2 separate regions of the Mus musculus genome follow, and region 2 is linked to region 1. The links are chromatin contacts, called in public Hi-C maps. All regions are on one chromosome and are shown on one strand. Each heading gives the region's core, a stretch centred on a gene start, on an enhancer-like site or on the middle of the called end of the contact. The rest is flanking DNA. Distances are from core to core; before and after follow the strand shown.

What was found. Hi-C and Micro-C count contacts between places; a contact is called where the count stands out from the background.
Region 2: a contact with region 1 is called in a Hi-C map of the AML12 cell line, with 3 times the contacts expected there. The contact joins the enhancer-like site here to the promoter of Tsen15 in region 1. A contact is called at or near these places in 10 of 39 promoter capture datasets (the 3T3-L1 cell line, 3T3-L1-derived adipocytes, embryonic stem cells and 6 more), 41 of 484 Hi-C or Micro-C datasets (the 63-12 cell line, the AML12 cell line, B cells and 23 more), 2 of 115 datasets of contacts at active chromatin or transcription factors (both in bone marrow-derived macrophages) and 3 of 9 other capture datasets (adipose tissue, liver and macrophages).

Annotation. Positions count from the first base shown.
Region 1 is chr1:152,384,757-152,389,048 of GRCm38.p6, reverse strand. Tsen15 (tRNA splicing endonuclease subunit 15) reads left to right here and starts at 2,367. Exons shown (of 5, transcript NM_025677.3): 1 at 2,367-2,590. The coding sequence starts at 2,465.
Region 2 is chr1:152,495,279-152,499,570 of GRCm38.p6, reverse strand. Colgalt2 (collagen beta(1-O)galactosyltransferase 2) reads right to left here. Exons shown (of 12, transcript NM_177756.4): 7 at 3,693-3,769. Among named protein-coding and RNA genes, the nearest start is that of Gm51749, 43 kb to the left of the region's middle. Within about 2 kb of position 1,735, at least 72 of the 459 cell types and tissues checked have an H3K27ac peak or open chromatin away from gene starts, as enhancers often do. A contact at or near this core is called in the AML12 cell line, the MNK3 cell line, adipose tissue and 8 more, where this site is marked.

The sequences.
Region 1 (4,292 bases), core at 1,118-3,617:
ATATGAGTACACTGTAGCTGTCTTCAGACACAACAGAAAAGGCATCAGATCTTATTACAGATGGTTGTGAGCCACCATGTTGTTGCTAGGGATTGAACACAGGACCTCTGGAAGAAAAGTCAGTGTTGAGCACCCCTCCAGCCCTTGCTCTACCTTGTTAAGGTAGAGGCAGATGCTCACAGCCAACCACTGGACTGAGCACAGAGACCCCAATGGAGGAGTTAGAGAAAGGACTGAAGGAGCTGAAGGGGTTTGCAACCCCATAGGAAGAACAACAATATCAACCAACTAGACACCCCCCCCCCAACCAGAGCTTCCAAGAACTAAACCACAAACCAAAGAGTACACATGGAGGGACCCATGACTGCATATGTAGCAGAGAATAGCCTTGTCTGGCATCAATGGGAAGAGAGGCCCTTAGTCCTGTGAAGCCTTGATGCCCCAGTATAGGGGAATGCCATTGCAAGGAGTCGAGAGTGGATGGGTAATCCTCATAGAAGCAGTGGGAGCGGGATGGGATAGGAGGGGAAACCAGTAAAGGGGATAACAGTTGAAATATAAAATAAATAAAATAGCCAATCAAAAGAAAAAAGAAAAAAAAAAAAAGAAAATCTTCCCTTGCAGATGTTGGAGTGTTGTTCACATAGAATCTACTCTCAGATCTCCCTCCTGAGTTCCAGGATCTCCATTCTCAGTTTAGCAACCAAATGCTATTAACTCTTTGACCGATTTAAGCTCTAGGAGCCAGAGAGGAGAGTTTCTTCATTTCTGATCTCTTGAATTAGTGTCAGTGTTTGCTGCTTCAGGGAGCCTCCTAATTTTAGTAGTATTTGCTTTTGGGAGAATGTGTCAACAGCTGTTTTATGGAGGCAAAAATAATGATTTCATATGAATCTTTGTAGGTGGAGTTTGCTCGTAGTTAGTTTTCTGATATATTTAAGGTTTTCTCTTTTTCTTTTCTTCAACAATGGGAACTCATGTCTCGTTTAATTGGTACTTTTTTTATCATTTTGTAATGGCAAATTTATTTCATTGAAATTGTGAAAAAAATTGGCCATCATTTCTTCAGTGTTTTCTACCTCCTTCTCCTATTAGTTCACTAACATGGGGCAACTCCTTAAGGCGTTGTTCATTCTCTGCGTGTTCGTTTACTGTGACAGGTTTTGATCTATAGTCCAGGCTGATCTAGAACTCACTCTGTAGACTCAGCTGGGCTCAACATCACAATCCTCCCATTTCAGCCTCCTGAATACTGAGATCATGATCATTCACCACTAAGCCTGGCACTTTGCCCCCTGCCACCCTCACACTTATGAAAATAACATCTCACTCTTTGTTCATCTGTAGTGATTTCTCTTGATCTATCTGCAACTTCACCTGCTCTTCCCCCCAAATTCCATTTTGGTTGTCAAAAATCACCCACTGGAAATCTTTATTTCCAAAACTGTAATCTTGAACTACAGAATACCTATTTGGATTTTAAAAAAAATTTTCATTTTTGAGATTTGACCCTTGAGATTTCCATCCATTAAAAATATGGTTTGTTGTATTTCATTGCTGATGGATGTAATGGTCTCATCAAAGTTTTGTTTCAACACAAGATTCTTTTTTTTTTTTTTTTTTTTTTTTTTTTGGTTTTTCGAGACAGGATTTCTCTGTGAAGCCCTGGCTGTTCTGGAACTCTCTCTGTAGACCAGGCTGGCCTCGAATTCAGAAATCCACCTGCCTCTGCCTCCCAAGTGCTGGGATTAAAGGCGTGGGCCACCACTGCCTGGTTCAACACAAGATTCTTAATCTACTGCGTTTTGAATCACAAGTTTTCTTTTGCCTGGTACTTTTTTAATTTTGGAAGCCTTTTTGGTCTTGGTTAATATAGTGGCTTTGTAACCACTCCTCTTAATACCAGGAACCTCCACTGGCTCCTTTCTTACTCAGGGTAAATCCAAACCCACTTGCCATGTCCTACCCATCAGTCTGAAGGGTCACATCTTTGGCTTTTTAAGTCATTTGTTTACGTTAGTTCTCAGTACCCGTTCAACACTTCATGTTTTTTTCTAATCTTGAAAGATGGACTTGCTTTACAACTGTGTTTTAATTTTAAACTTCGACAGCAGGGCATTGAATGGGGTCTTTTTCTGCTCCCAGGAATTGAAGGCAAAGACGGGTTAAGAATCCTTCATTTCTCAAGCTAGAGAGCACGGGTTTATGAAGGGCTGAAGAATTCTGAATTCAGGTTATTAGTTAACTTTCTCTACCCTACAACCTGCCCAGACTGGAGGTGGTGAAGAGGGAAGGTGGAGGGGGCGGAGCTCATCCGCGCTGGTGCCGGTCCCTAGTCAGAGGGCGTGGCCCGGCCAACTCTCCGCCCAGTGTGCGCGGCGGGAAGCGGAACTCCCGCGCGCTGGACCGTCTGCTTCTGGCCGAGCGGGGTTTGCGGTGCACCACGGCTTTCTGCGCGGGCGGCATGGAGGAGCGCAGCGATTCCAAACCTACCCCGGGATGTAGCGGGCCTGGCCCGGCTCCCGTTCGCGATGGCGGCGGCGCCCACACATGGGCTCCGGAGGACGCCTGGATGGGCACACACCCTAAGGTCAGGAGGCGCGAGGCCAGCAGGGCGCCGACCCGGCCCTCGGCACCGCGCTCCCTCTCCGGCCCGCGTCTCGGCGGAGGACGCACGCCAGCCTCGCGGCGTGGGGTAGGGGGGGACCCCCGAGTGCAAGGCCACTGGTCGCCCGCAGTGTCATTTTTGTTTGTTTATATGAGTTATATAGTATAGATTAACACCATTCCTGTCATGCTGCCAAGGCCACTCTTAACCCAGAGGCCGCTGATGAGCCCTCCATTAATACCTGTTTTCCTAACTATGTAGTCCTTTCTGAGATGGGCTGAGTCCACAGCTAACCGATCAGAAACAGTTTGTGGACTACGGCTGAGATCTAGGAGTCCGCAAATAATGTATTTAGGCACAGTCGTATTACACTTAGCCTTAGGCCCAAAGTGTGCATCTTGATTCTGTATGGGGACAGAATCCTAATTTTTCTTCTTTCTTGGAAAGCTTGAGTAAGTTCTTGTACAGGCCAGAGAACTATTGACATTGTATTTTCTGTGTTGGCCTCAAGGAAAATAAGGATAACCTTCTGCTTGCTTCTGCTTGGGAAATTGATAACTTTGTATCCGTTAAGCCACAAGCAGTCTGCTGATAATGAATGAAGGCTGTACAGAGACCTCCAGGACTGGTTCATTAATAAAATGGCAACTCCCCCCTTTGAGAGTTATTGAGTCGGATAAGTGTGTTAAAACAATCAAGGAAAGCGAATATTTGTAAATACAAATCTTAAAAAAGGAACCTTTCAGCACTTCATGAAGCTTGGTGGGTTTTTTTATTTTTTGTTTTTGTTTGTTTGTTTTGGTTTTGGTTTTTCGAGACAGGGTTTCTCTGTATAGCCCTGGCTGTCCTGGAACTCACCTTGTAGACCAGGGTGGTCTAGAACTCAGAAATCCGCCTGCCTCTGCCTCCCGAGTGCTGGGATTAAAGGTGTGAGCCATCACGCCCATCTATGCTTGGTGTTTTCTTTGATTTCCCATCATCGACTCCATAAACAATAGCGTGGGAATGTCACTAGTTACCATAACGACAGGGGAGGATGTAGAGAGAAACAGAGAAGACATCAACAGTGACTAGGAACATGGAGGCCAGTTCAGACTTCCCAAGTTTGAATCTTATTTCTGTTTCAAAGTTGGTAAACTTTGACTTGTTTGACTTCATCGCAGTTCTGTTTCAATTTTTTGACGTGTCTCGGTATATTTACCTCTCTTCATTAAAAAATAGGGATAATGGTAGTACTTAACCTCATAGGGTAATGTTTATAAGGTGTCTGACATAAAAAGTACTATATAAGTATTAGTAACCCATTGAAACTCCATCTAGGTTTGATGTTGCCTCTAGACAGTTTTCTTACTTGCAGATTCTTTTCCCATTGAACTTAATGGCTGTATAAACCACCAAATCTTCCTGATTTTTTTTTTTTCTTCCAGGAACAACAAATTAGACCTTGTAGCCTAACACAAAGTGATGTCTCAGTACCACTGTCAAGCACTTTTTGAGATCTGGGGCACGTAAAGTCCTTCTTTTGAACCTGCACATTTATCATGCAGCCAATTAGGTCTGCCCTCTCAAGGTTCTGGAATATCTGATCAGCCATACCTGCCCCACTGTGTGTGGATGCCCAGGGCCTTACCACACCTGCCCCACTGTGTGGATGCCCAGGGCCTTACCACACCTGCCCCACTGT
Region 2 (4,292 bases), core at 486-2,985, 110 kb before region 1:
GCTAAATGGCTTAATCAAGCCAAATGACTAAATGCATCCACGTACTTCAGGTTTAATACTGCCGCTTGCTGTTTGCCTAAGGCCTGTTGCTTCCATGTCTCAGTCTCCTCATCCTGGAATGGGGACCACTGTGGCTCTACTGCACAAGTACTATGCTTGGTATCGTCACAATTCACACCCACTAGGTAAGCTTTACAGCTTTCAAAAACTAAGAAAGATCCGAGTCTTCATGTGTTCAGAATGAATGTCAAGATCTCCGTCTCACAAGCTTTTTTTTTTTTTTTGCCAGAATTCTTCAACCCCTAAATCTAAAAGGATAAAGGCATTGAAGAAAAGGGCCCAGTTCCCTGGTTGTTACCCTTGACCGAGGAGAGAGTAGCATAAAACATGATTTCGGTATGAGATTTTTTTTTTGAGTGCTCAACAGAGGGCACCTGCTGGCTTGTGAATACAGATGGATGTGCATTCGGGCTTTCTGAGCGAGGGCCAAGTCTGCCTGTACCCTTTACCCTGGCCTGAAATGCCTAGATGATAGCAGTACTAACATATAGACATCATAAGGCAACTAAAGCCTCATGAAGACTGCTGTAGGGAAATTAGCGTTTTATGTATGTATGTATGTATGTATGTATTTATTTATTCATTTATTTATTTAGTGTGTATAGTGTAACTGCATTGCTGTGAGTGTCGAGAAGGTCAGAGGACAATTGACAATCTTCTAGCTTGACAGCAAGTGCTTTCAGCCACCAGACTGTCTTACCAGTGCATAAGTTAGCTTTTGAATAAAGGCCTCTGGCTGCAAGCACTGATGAGCTGATTTTGAATATTAAACTATTGGGAGATGTTAACAGCCATCAGGAATCTACATCCCAGTGAGGGAGAAACCTACAGGAACAGGGCAGAGGACACTCGTTGCCTCCTGACTGTCGAGGTGACTCTGGGGACAGTATTTATTTTCTCTGTGTAGTTAGCTCTGCTGTTTGGAAAAGGAGGGGTTTGAGCAAACCCACCCCTCAAGCCCTGTACCTATGAAAATCTGTGCATAGTGGCTTATAGTAAAGTTGGCTTCATGTTATGAGACCTGTGCAGAAATCTTATCATGCAATCAGGCTGAGGTCCAGACTATATTGCACTGAGCTTTGGCTCAATAGTTACTCTGAGTATAATTTTAAATATATGCTTTAGCAGCATCAGAAGTTATACTAAGCTTTCAACTCTCCCCTGTAAGAGAGTCTCATCTCTGTTCACATATAGAGTCCTGGGAGCAACAGAATGTTCTGTGCATCATCTCCGGAGATGCTGGGCAGGGCAGGCACTCAGTATGATTTGATACCCTCTTACTTAACTGGATAGTTATTAATAAAACAAAAAAAATCCACCATAATTTCTGTGTGACATATATTTGGGACTATGTAGCTTAAAGCATGTGCCGTCTTTTTTCATTTTCTCTGTCTTTAGAATCCTAACTGTCAAGGATTATGTTCCATTGCCTGGTTTTACAGACATAGGAAGGAAACGGCATATCCTTCTCGCATCCACAGAGCCATCTGAGGTCACCCAAGGAGACAAAGCAAAACAAAACAAAACAAACAGAGAAGCATCCAAAAAGTCCCCTGCAAACCAGAGGCCTCCAGTCGAGGAAGCTTTCAGTAAATAATAGTCCCGCCCTGGGCCCTGCCAGGACAAGGGCAATAAACCCAGTAGCCATGAAGGGAAAACACAGACGGCTTGCTCATACTTAGTAAACAGAGCAAAGAACCGAGTGCCTAATACAGCCAGACGCTAGCAACCAGGTCACAGGATTGGAGGGCGGAAAAGACCTCTGACACCTCTTTTCCACAGCCCATGTCTGCTGCAGACAGAGAGATGATTATCCTGGGCTGTGGAAAGCAAAGTCCTGGGCTGCCTCACTTTCTAGGGCACTAACACCACGGTCCTGCCCGAGGCGGAGCAAGCCGGTCCGGTCTGTCTTTGTTTCATTTACTGTGATCTGATCCTCACAGAATGTGATGCCAGGAGGAAAAAGGAAGACACTGAAAAACACATGGGCCCCCTTTCCTAGAAAATGAAGAGAGGCCACAGTCTCCGGGAAGGAGAACTGTGCTCGGCAAGAGGAAGCTGTGTGGCAGGCCCCGCCCCGCAGCAAGGACCCACCATTGGTGAGCCCACCCTTGTAGCACCGGTCAGTTTTGAAAACTATTTTCTATTTTTAGTAAATAGGAATAGACTCAATAGGGTCTATTTATACTTTGTGCTACATTTAAATTCATCTCTCCTTTTTCTGCCTTCTGTGAAAATGGCATAATCTCTACTTGGTATTTATGAACTACCCATTTCCTGCATTTGGAAGTCTAGCTTCAAGTCAGTTTTGTAGCAGAGATCCCCAACTCCTAGGTCCATTAGCTCCTTGGGATGAACATGATTTGGAGACACAGATGTTAATGTTCCAATGTGATAAGGCGTTTTCTTCCAAAAAGCATACTGAGCTCAAAGCACAATGCTTGGCTTAAATCCAGAAGCCCTGGAAGAATTCTGTCCCAGTGTGTGGACTCCTGGCAGGTCACAGCTCTAGACCACAAAACTCCTCAGCACTAGCAACCACATAAGGGGCCATGAAGGGCTCGTGGAACAGACTCACAGTTCTGGCCCTGGCAACCATCTGTTTTACACTCTACCAAGAAAACCACTTCTTTATATTATTCTCTTTCTTTCTTTCCTTCCTTCCACTCTTCTCTCCTCTTTCCTTAACTCTCTCCTTTCTTCCTTCCCTCCCTCCCTCTCTTCCTGTCTCCCTCCTCCTTCTGCCTCCTCCATTCCCTTCTGCCTTCCTCCATCCCTCTTTCCCTTCCTTCCTCTCTTTACTGTACACCTCCCTCTCCCTCTCCCTCCCTCTTCCTTCCCCTCTGGCCCTCCCCCTTCCCTCTCTCCCTCTCACCCTCTCCCTCTTCTCCCCTTTTCGTTGTGGTGCTAGGAATTGACCCCAGGGCTCCACTTATCCTAAGAAGATGCTCTACCACTGAGCTAAAAGCCCACCTCTGCTTTGTTATTTATATACTTACAACTGTACAGTAGATATGGCCCTAGGAAAACTACGCTAAAGTTCTTGCCTGCCAAAAGACAAAATTTTAGAACATGCTTTTCTCTTCATTAGTCCTTTCAACTCTGCCCTCCAACCTTTTTTCCATGGAAGAAAAGCAGAAATTAAACAAAACATAGAATATTCTAGAATAGTTTCCATCCACTCAGCTCTAGCAGAATAAAGTTGATGTCCTCCAGAGCCCAAAACATATATTCTCCTTACCTTACCCTTGAACCTCAATAAGAAGTTTGGTAAAATATATAGCAAATTTATATTCCTTGCCAAATAATTCTTTCTGGTTCATTTTTTATGATTCTCCTTTGTAAAGACCAGAAAACAGAATGACAACCAACCCAAGTCCTCAGGGTCTTTCCAGTTGCCAAGCTTGCCTGCTTGCTCTCAGACAGATGTTCCACCTTCTGTTCCAACATTAACACAGAAGTCTCTGTACACATGTGCATATAAGCACACACATGCACACATAAGGGCAAGAGTACACACAGAGAGACAGAGGGATAGAGACAGAAATAGAGAGAAACAGAGAGAGATGAGAGAGAGGGGAGAGAGAGAGAGAGAGAGAGAGAGAGAGAGAGAGAGAGAGAGACTTTCCTACCTCATCAAATCCCATCTTGTCTGGATACTTAGGGACAACTGACACGAACTGGGAAGGCTCCATTGGAGGATGGTCAACTGAAAAATAGAAGAAACAGAGTGCTTTAACAGAGAAAGGGTCAGGAAATAGAATTCTACCGCCACTCCAGTCTCTAGGGCTGAGAGCCATGCTTGACAGTCAGAGTAGGGAACAATAGTTCTGAAGTTCCTCAGGGCTGAGCAGCTTCACAGGGGTCCTAATGGTCAGAGCGATGGCGTCAGAACACCTGTCCATTTGCACGTGGAAATATTTGTTCCATTTTCATTAACACTTACTCTAAGAATATGATGGGGGCAGTGTAGAGTGGCGGCTGAGAAAAGGCTCCGGAGTCAGACCCATGAACCCAACCCTTGGCCTAGAAGGCCTTGGAGATCTGTTTATTTATATGTAAGTTTGGGATAATACATGTATTTCTTAGTGTATTATAAGATTTAGGTAAGACCTGCATGCAAATCTATTCAGTATAGTAACAGAGTAAATACTTATAACTGTTACCTACTGTGACCCATGGGAAAGAACTATGAAACACAATCTTTTCCCTTGAAGAATGGTATTTTCTAC